2 separate regions of the Mus musculus genome follow, and region 1 is linked to region 2. Evidence: chromatin contacts called from public promoter capture Hi-C data. All regions are on one chromosome and are shown on one strand. Each heading gives the region's core, a stretch centred on a gene start, on an enhancer-like site or on the middle of the called end of the contact. The rest is flanking DNA. Distances are from core to core; before and after follow the strand shown. Region 1 holds the start of Tmem130 (transmembrane protein 130). Region 2 overlaps Gm33765 (a long non-coding RNA gene).

Evidence for each region. Promoter capture Hi-C pulls out the DNA fragments that hold promoters and counts their contacts.
Region 1: a promoter capture Hi-C map of embryonic stem cells shows a contact between it and region 2, with 5 times the contacts expected there. The contact joins the promoter of Tmem130 here to the enhancer-like site in region 2. A contact is called at or near these places in 6 of 39 promoter capture datasets (cranial neural crest, embryonic stem cells, frontonasal cranial neural crest and 2 more) and 5 of 115 datasets of contacts at active chromatin or transcription factors (embryonic stem cells and stem cell-derived neural progenitor cells).

Annotation. Positions count from the first base shown.
Region 1 is chr5:144,760,181-144,762,880 of GRCm38.p6, forward strand. It overlaps Tmem130 (transmembrane protein 130), which reads right to left and starts at 1,398. Exons shown (of 8, transcript NM_177735.4): 1 at 1,277-1,398. The coding sequence starts at 1,352. Gm38739 (a long non-coding RNA gene) reads left to right here and starts at 1,435. Exons shown (of 3, transcript XR_868688.3): 1 at 1,435-2,348.
Region 2 is chr5:144,504,960-144,507,659 of GRCm38.p6, forward strand. The region is part of intron 2 of Gm33765 (a long non-coding RNA gene); the gene reads right to left. Among named protein-coding and RNA genes, the nearest start is that of Gm33765, 14 kb to the right of the region's middle. Within about 2 kb of position 1,397, at least 20 of the 459 cell types and tissues checked have an H3K27ac peak or open chromatin away from gene starts, as enhancers often do. A contact at or near this core is called in embryonic stem cells, where this site is marked.

The DNA of each region.
Region 1 (2,700 bases), core at 148-2,647, 260 kb after region 2:
CAGCCTGGGCAATTCCTTGTCACATCATAGAGTGTGACATGGTGGCACATGCCTTAACCCCAGTGACTGGGAGCCTGAGGTAGGTGGATCTCTGGATTCAAAGCCAGGATGGTCTACAGAGTGAGCTCCAGGTCAGCCAGGGCTACACAGAGGAACCCTGCCTCAAAACAAACAAACAAATGGTTGTGTGTTCCTTATAATTTAAATCACATAACTTCAAGGCACATACAACCTAATGGACCAGGGTGTCCATTTCTAGATGAGTTCCAGGACAATCAGGGCTATACAAAGAAATCCTGTGTTGAAATACAAATAAATAAATATATATATATATACTTGTGTATTTCTTGAAATTAAATCACATAACTTCTAGGCACATACAACCTAATGGACCAGGGTGTCCATTTCTAGATGAATTTTATGGTGGATTTCTAGGAGAGGGGTTGGGGGTGGGGAGTGGGGGTAGGGTGGGGGGTGCTGCAGGTGATTTTAAAAATGCAAAATTCCCACAAAATCCTCGAATTCTCGAATTGATTCTAAAAACGCAGGTTTTTGTTTTTTTTTTTTTTAATTTAAATTTACTTCATGGTTCCCGCTGTTGTCACAAATCTACGCCAGGCCCCCTCTTCCCCCCACTACTCTTTGAATGGGCTGTGAAAAATGACTTTTTTTTTTTCTTTTTCTTTTTACAGCTGCTCACCGGTCTCAGACAATTCTTGAATCCGGATCATTTATTATTCATAAAATGGGGTAGGAAGGTTGCGTTGCTCTTTTCATCACGGAGAGATGGGTGCCTGGTGAGCCTTGGAAAAACCTGTCGGCTCAGGAGCCCCCCTTTTTAAAAAAAAAAAAATCATTCCCAGGGAGGAAATGGCAGACTGGCTCTGTGGACTAGTACCCGTGCCACCCCTTAGCCAACGTAATCACGGTAGAAATCTCTAGAAAAAGGTTACATCTTATAGCAAAAGCGCTACCCCATGCAGGCAAGGGGGCGGTTCCCCCTGGGGATGGCTGAGGCGCGATGGCCTCTCTCAGCCCACCGGGGCTTCCCTGCATGCATCCATTCTCCCTGCTCCTCCCCTTGTAAGTACCAGTCTTGAGCATCGGGATGGATGCACTTCCCAGGGCAGAGTGATGGAGGTAGGCATCGAAGGGGAGCAGGGAGACACCCCAAGTGCCTGCGTGACTTCTGGGCAGAGGGGCAGAACGCACCGAGTCATCTCGGTAGCTTAGGTTCTGGACAGTACTGGACAGCTCCAGGCAGGCTCTGACTTACCTGCCGCCACCCTCGCCGGACCCAAGAGCAGGAGGCAAGCGAACCAGAAGACGAGGACGTCGGTGGCCTTGGCCATGGCGAAGCGTGGATACCGAGGGGCGCGGGGAGGATGCTCAGGGAGCTGGGTTGTAGCTCCGCAGTGGCGGCTCCGTCTGGTTGTGCGTGGAGACGCAGCGCTCGCCTGTCCCCGCCTGCAGCCACCTCCGCCCACACAGCCCTCCCCGAGAGTCCCTCCCCTCTAGGGATCACAGAGGCCATCCTTACCTCACCAGGTGCGCATGCTCCCTCCAAGCATCGTGCTTCCGTAGGTCCCAGAGCCATCTTTCCAGAGATAAGGTCTCTTCACTGAACCTTTAGCTCACCAAGTTAACAGACCGACGATCAAGGAGCCCCGGGAATCTGCCTACCTCCATTCCCTCCCAGCGCCGGGGCCTCAGATGCTCACCACGCCGCTTGCCTTTTACATAGGTTGCTGTGATTCGAACTCAGGTCCTAAAGCTAGCGCAGCAAACAACCCACCAAGCCTTCTCCCTAGCCCTTAATCTCTTTCGCTGTCCTAAATTTTCACTACTTGGTATACATTTTGTACTTCCAGAACATCTACATTCAAACTATCCACAGTTCCTCGGGGATATATGCACAGACTTAGCTGTTGTTGACTAATTTTGTTTTTTGTTTTTTTGTTTTTTTGCTTCTTGTGACAGGTTTTCTGTTGCATATCTAAGGCTGGCCCAGAACTCACTTTGTAGCCGTTGTATAATTTTCTTCTTAGGAGGTCGACCAGGCCCCTCCCTCCTACCAAGGTCCAGACAAAGTTTTTCTTTGCATGGGGTCGGTTCCCCCTCAACCCCTTCCCCACCCCAGCTTCTGTTAACCTTCTACAATCTATAGACTGTAGTACTTCCCAGGGCCACAGAGCCCACAGACAATGAGGGCAGAGTTGCATACAGCTGGCTGAGAGGTTCAGGAGGGAGCAGCTGAGAGAACAAAGGAGAGTCCAGAGAGTGATCTTTCCGATTCTTCTTCCATGAGGGAACCTCAACAACAAACAAGTCTTGGAGGTCACCAGCAGGTAGTTGCAGCTTCTCTGATAAAAATAACGACTGCTAAGCTCAGCAGACCCAGCGATAGAATATAGGTTATGGCTAATAGAACCTCATTCATTTTAGCAGTGGCCTGTTTGGGCTAATTTAATTTTTCTGCGCAGTAGACAGCTCATGCTTATTTATCCATCTACCTAGCTCTGTACATGTGTGTATGTATATGTGTGGAGTTGAATGCATGCTATGGTGAATGTGTGGAGGTCAGAAGATGACCTGCAGGAGAAGTGTTTCCCCCTCTACTACTTGGGTCTCAGGGATTAAACTTGGGTCCTGAGGCTGGGCTGCAAGCCTGCCAACTCATCTTGTTGACCCCCTTCACCG
Region 2 (2,700 bases), core at 147-2,646:
GAATCCCCCAGTGAGGGGCTGAAGGTGTGGCTCAGTGGTAGAGCCCCTGCCTAGAATCCCCCAGGGAGGGACTGGGGGCGTGGCTCAGTGGTAGAGCCCCTGCCTAGAATCCCCCAGTGAGGGGCTGAAGGTGTGGCTCAGTGGTAGAGCCCCTGCCTAGAATCCCCCAGTGAGGACCTGGGGGCGTGACTCAGTGTTAGAATGCTTTTTTAGCATGTGTGAGGCCCTAAGTTCAAGAGTATATTAGAACAAATTGCCTGGGACTGTTTGTGTAACTTGGAGCCACTAGACTCTTTGGGGTTTGGAAATGCAGAAAGCAAACAAACTCTTTACAACTTTGTCAAAGATAAATCTTCTAATATACAAAGAGGTCAGTATTTACAACTCTTGGGTCATTGGAGACCTGACTAGCATCTCTGTCACTTGAGTGGGTGACCGTAAAGCCAGCCATTGAAGAATGTGATCTTGACTTAGCATTTTGTCCTCCCTGAAAGCAAGAGTCAGGCAAGTGAGTTCCAAGGAAAAAGATAGACTGGCTTTCACTCCTCTCTTTATAAAGCTTAAACTGGGTTTTGGGTCATTGGTGTCTTCTCCAAGGCAGAAAAATACCTTCAGCAAAGAAGAGAATGACAGTGTTTTTGGACAGAAAAGGGAAGCCCCAAGCAGAGTAACTGGCCCCCTTTCCCAGACCTCACAGAGAAAGGACACACAGTTTCATCACCGACCACTTAGCAGACACCGGTTGATAGCTCTTTGGGGAAGCACCACCATCCTGACAAAACAGCTCTGTGACTCCTGCTGTGTTTCTGAACTTGCCAGTTCAGGCTGCCATAGCAAAACAGACAACTTAAGGCTGAAGAGATGGCTTGGAGGTTAAGAGAATTTGCCAGCTCATCTGGAGGACCTGGATTTGGATCCTAGCACCCATATCAGGTAGCTCACAACCTCTCAGAACTTCAGCTCCGGGGAATCTGGTGCCCTCTTCTGGCCTCCACAGGCACTGCATGCACATGGTACATATAAACATTTGCATGCCCGTGTACACACACACACACACACACACACACACACACACATTTATTAATTTAAAAATAAACATTTTTTTAAAAAAAAAGAAAACAGACAATCTGTTCCTTATTCATGGAGGATATGTTTAGAAACCCTCCACTTGATGCCTGGAACATAGTATTGTATCCACAACCTGTGGTTTATATACAAACATGACTTAAAGCCAGCCCCATATGGTTGTGGCTTAAGTATGAAGTGTGTTGGGGACTTCATGTCCAGTATAGGGGCCTATGGAACCTTTAGAAAGTAGGCTCTAACTGTCTTGGAAATTAGTCACTTGGGTGGTCCTTTGAAGGTTATAGGCTGGTCTCTGCTTCCAGCTTTAGTCTTTGTTTCACAGTCCTTTGTTATGTGAAGACTACTCGCTCCCGCCACTGTGAACTCTGTCATACTGTCACTGCTGTGCTGAACAAAACCCCTGAAATCCACGAACCAAAGCAAACCTTTCCTCTCTTCAGTTGTTTCTGGCCCATATTTTGGTCATAGCGACCCAAAAATAACATTCACATTTATTCTCTCTCTTTCTCCCTTCTTTTTTCCTCCCTCCCTCCTTCCCAAGATGAACAAGGTAAGTATTTCTGCTTTCACATACTCTCAACCATGACCCTTTGTGTCTTTAGGCACTGTGGAGCCAGGCTCCCAGGGACTGAACCACAACCATCCAGGACAAAACAAATCTCTCCTTTTAACTTGTTTACATCGGGTTTTTTTGCCACAGTGAGGAAAAAAAAAAAAAAAAAAACTAACACGGGGCTTGGAGTGGCCACTTAGTAGATGTAGTGCGTGCTACTGCACCCACAAGGACCGGGGTTTGACCTGTTCAAGGACAGAGGACCAGGAAGCAGAATATGGGCGGAAGCTGGAGCAAGGATACAAGGATACAAGGTCTGTATCCTGGGTGTCCTCTATCAGTCTCAATCAGTTCCTTTGGAGAGAGGTGTTTTACTGAACCTGGAGATAGGCTGGCAGCCATCAATCTCCAGAGATCCTGTTTCCATTCCGACCAGCACCCGTGACCTGTGCGCATGTGCGGCCGTGCCTGACTAGTGTGCTGGCGATCTGAACTCGGGTCCTCAGGTTTTCACAGCAAGCTTTGTCTGCGGAGTCACCCGCGACAGCCTTCCTTTTTGGACAACAAGCGGCTCTCCCGCCCTCCTGTCTGCCATTTGCATGATGTTGACTTTGAACTTTAGCATCTCATTTCTCAGCGCTGGGTTTCTTTTGCTCCCTGTAGTTTAGGAAGGGCAGAGCTTCCTTCAAGGCTGCGAGTCGAGCCTTAGATAAGCTGCAGAGGTGTGAAAAGAACCTGTCTAACCAGATCTGCAGAAAAAAAAAAAGCGTTTCCAGAGGTCTTTAATCTGGTCCCTCCGGGGTGTGTGGCATTGCAGGCTCACAGTGGTTCAATCAGACACAGGGAAGTGGGAATAGGTTTCCGCTTTCCACAGCGAGCTACTTGGTGACTTTCTTTTCTCTTTTGCCTTACGAACTGTTCACAAACTTATTTTGAGCTCTGTCTGAGACGTAGACGTACATCTGGGGCCGTGAAGGATCAGACAAATGCTGCTTGATCATTAAGGAGCCGGCTTTTTAAAGATCTGTCTGAGGATTCTGCCAGCTTAACCTTAAACTGCA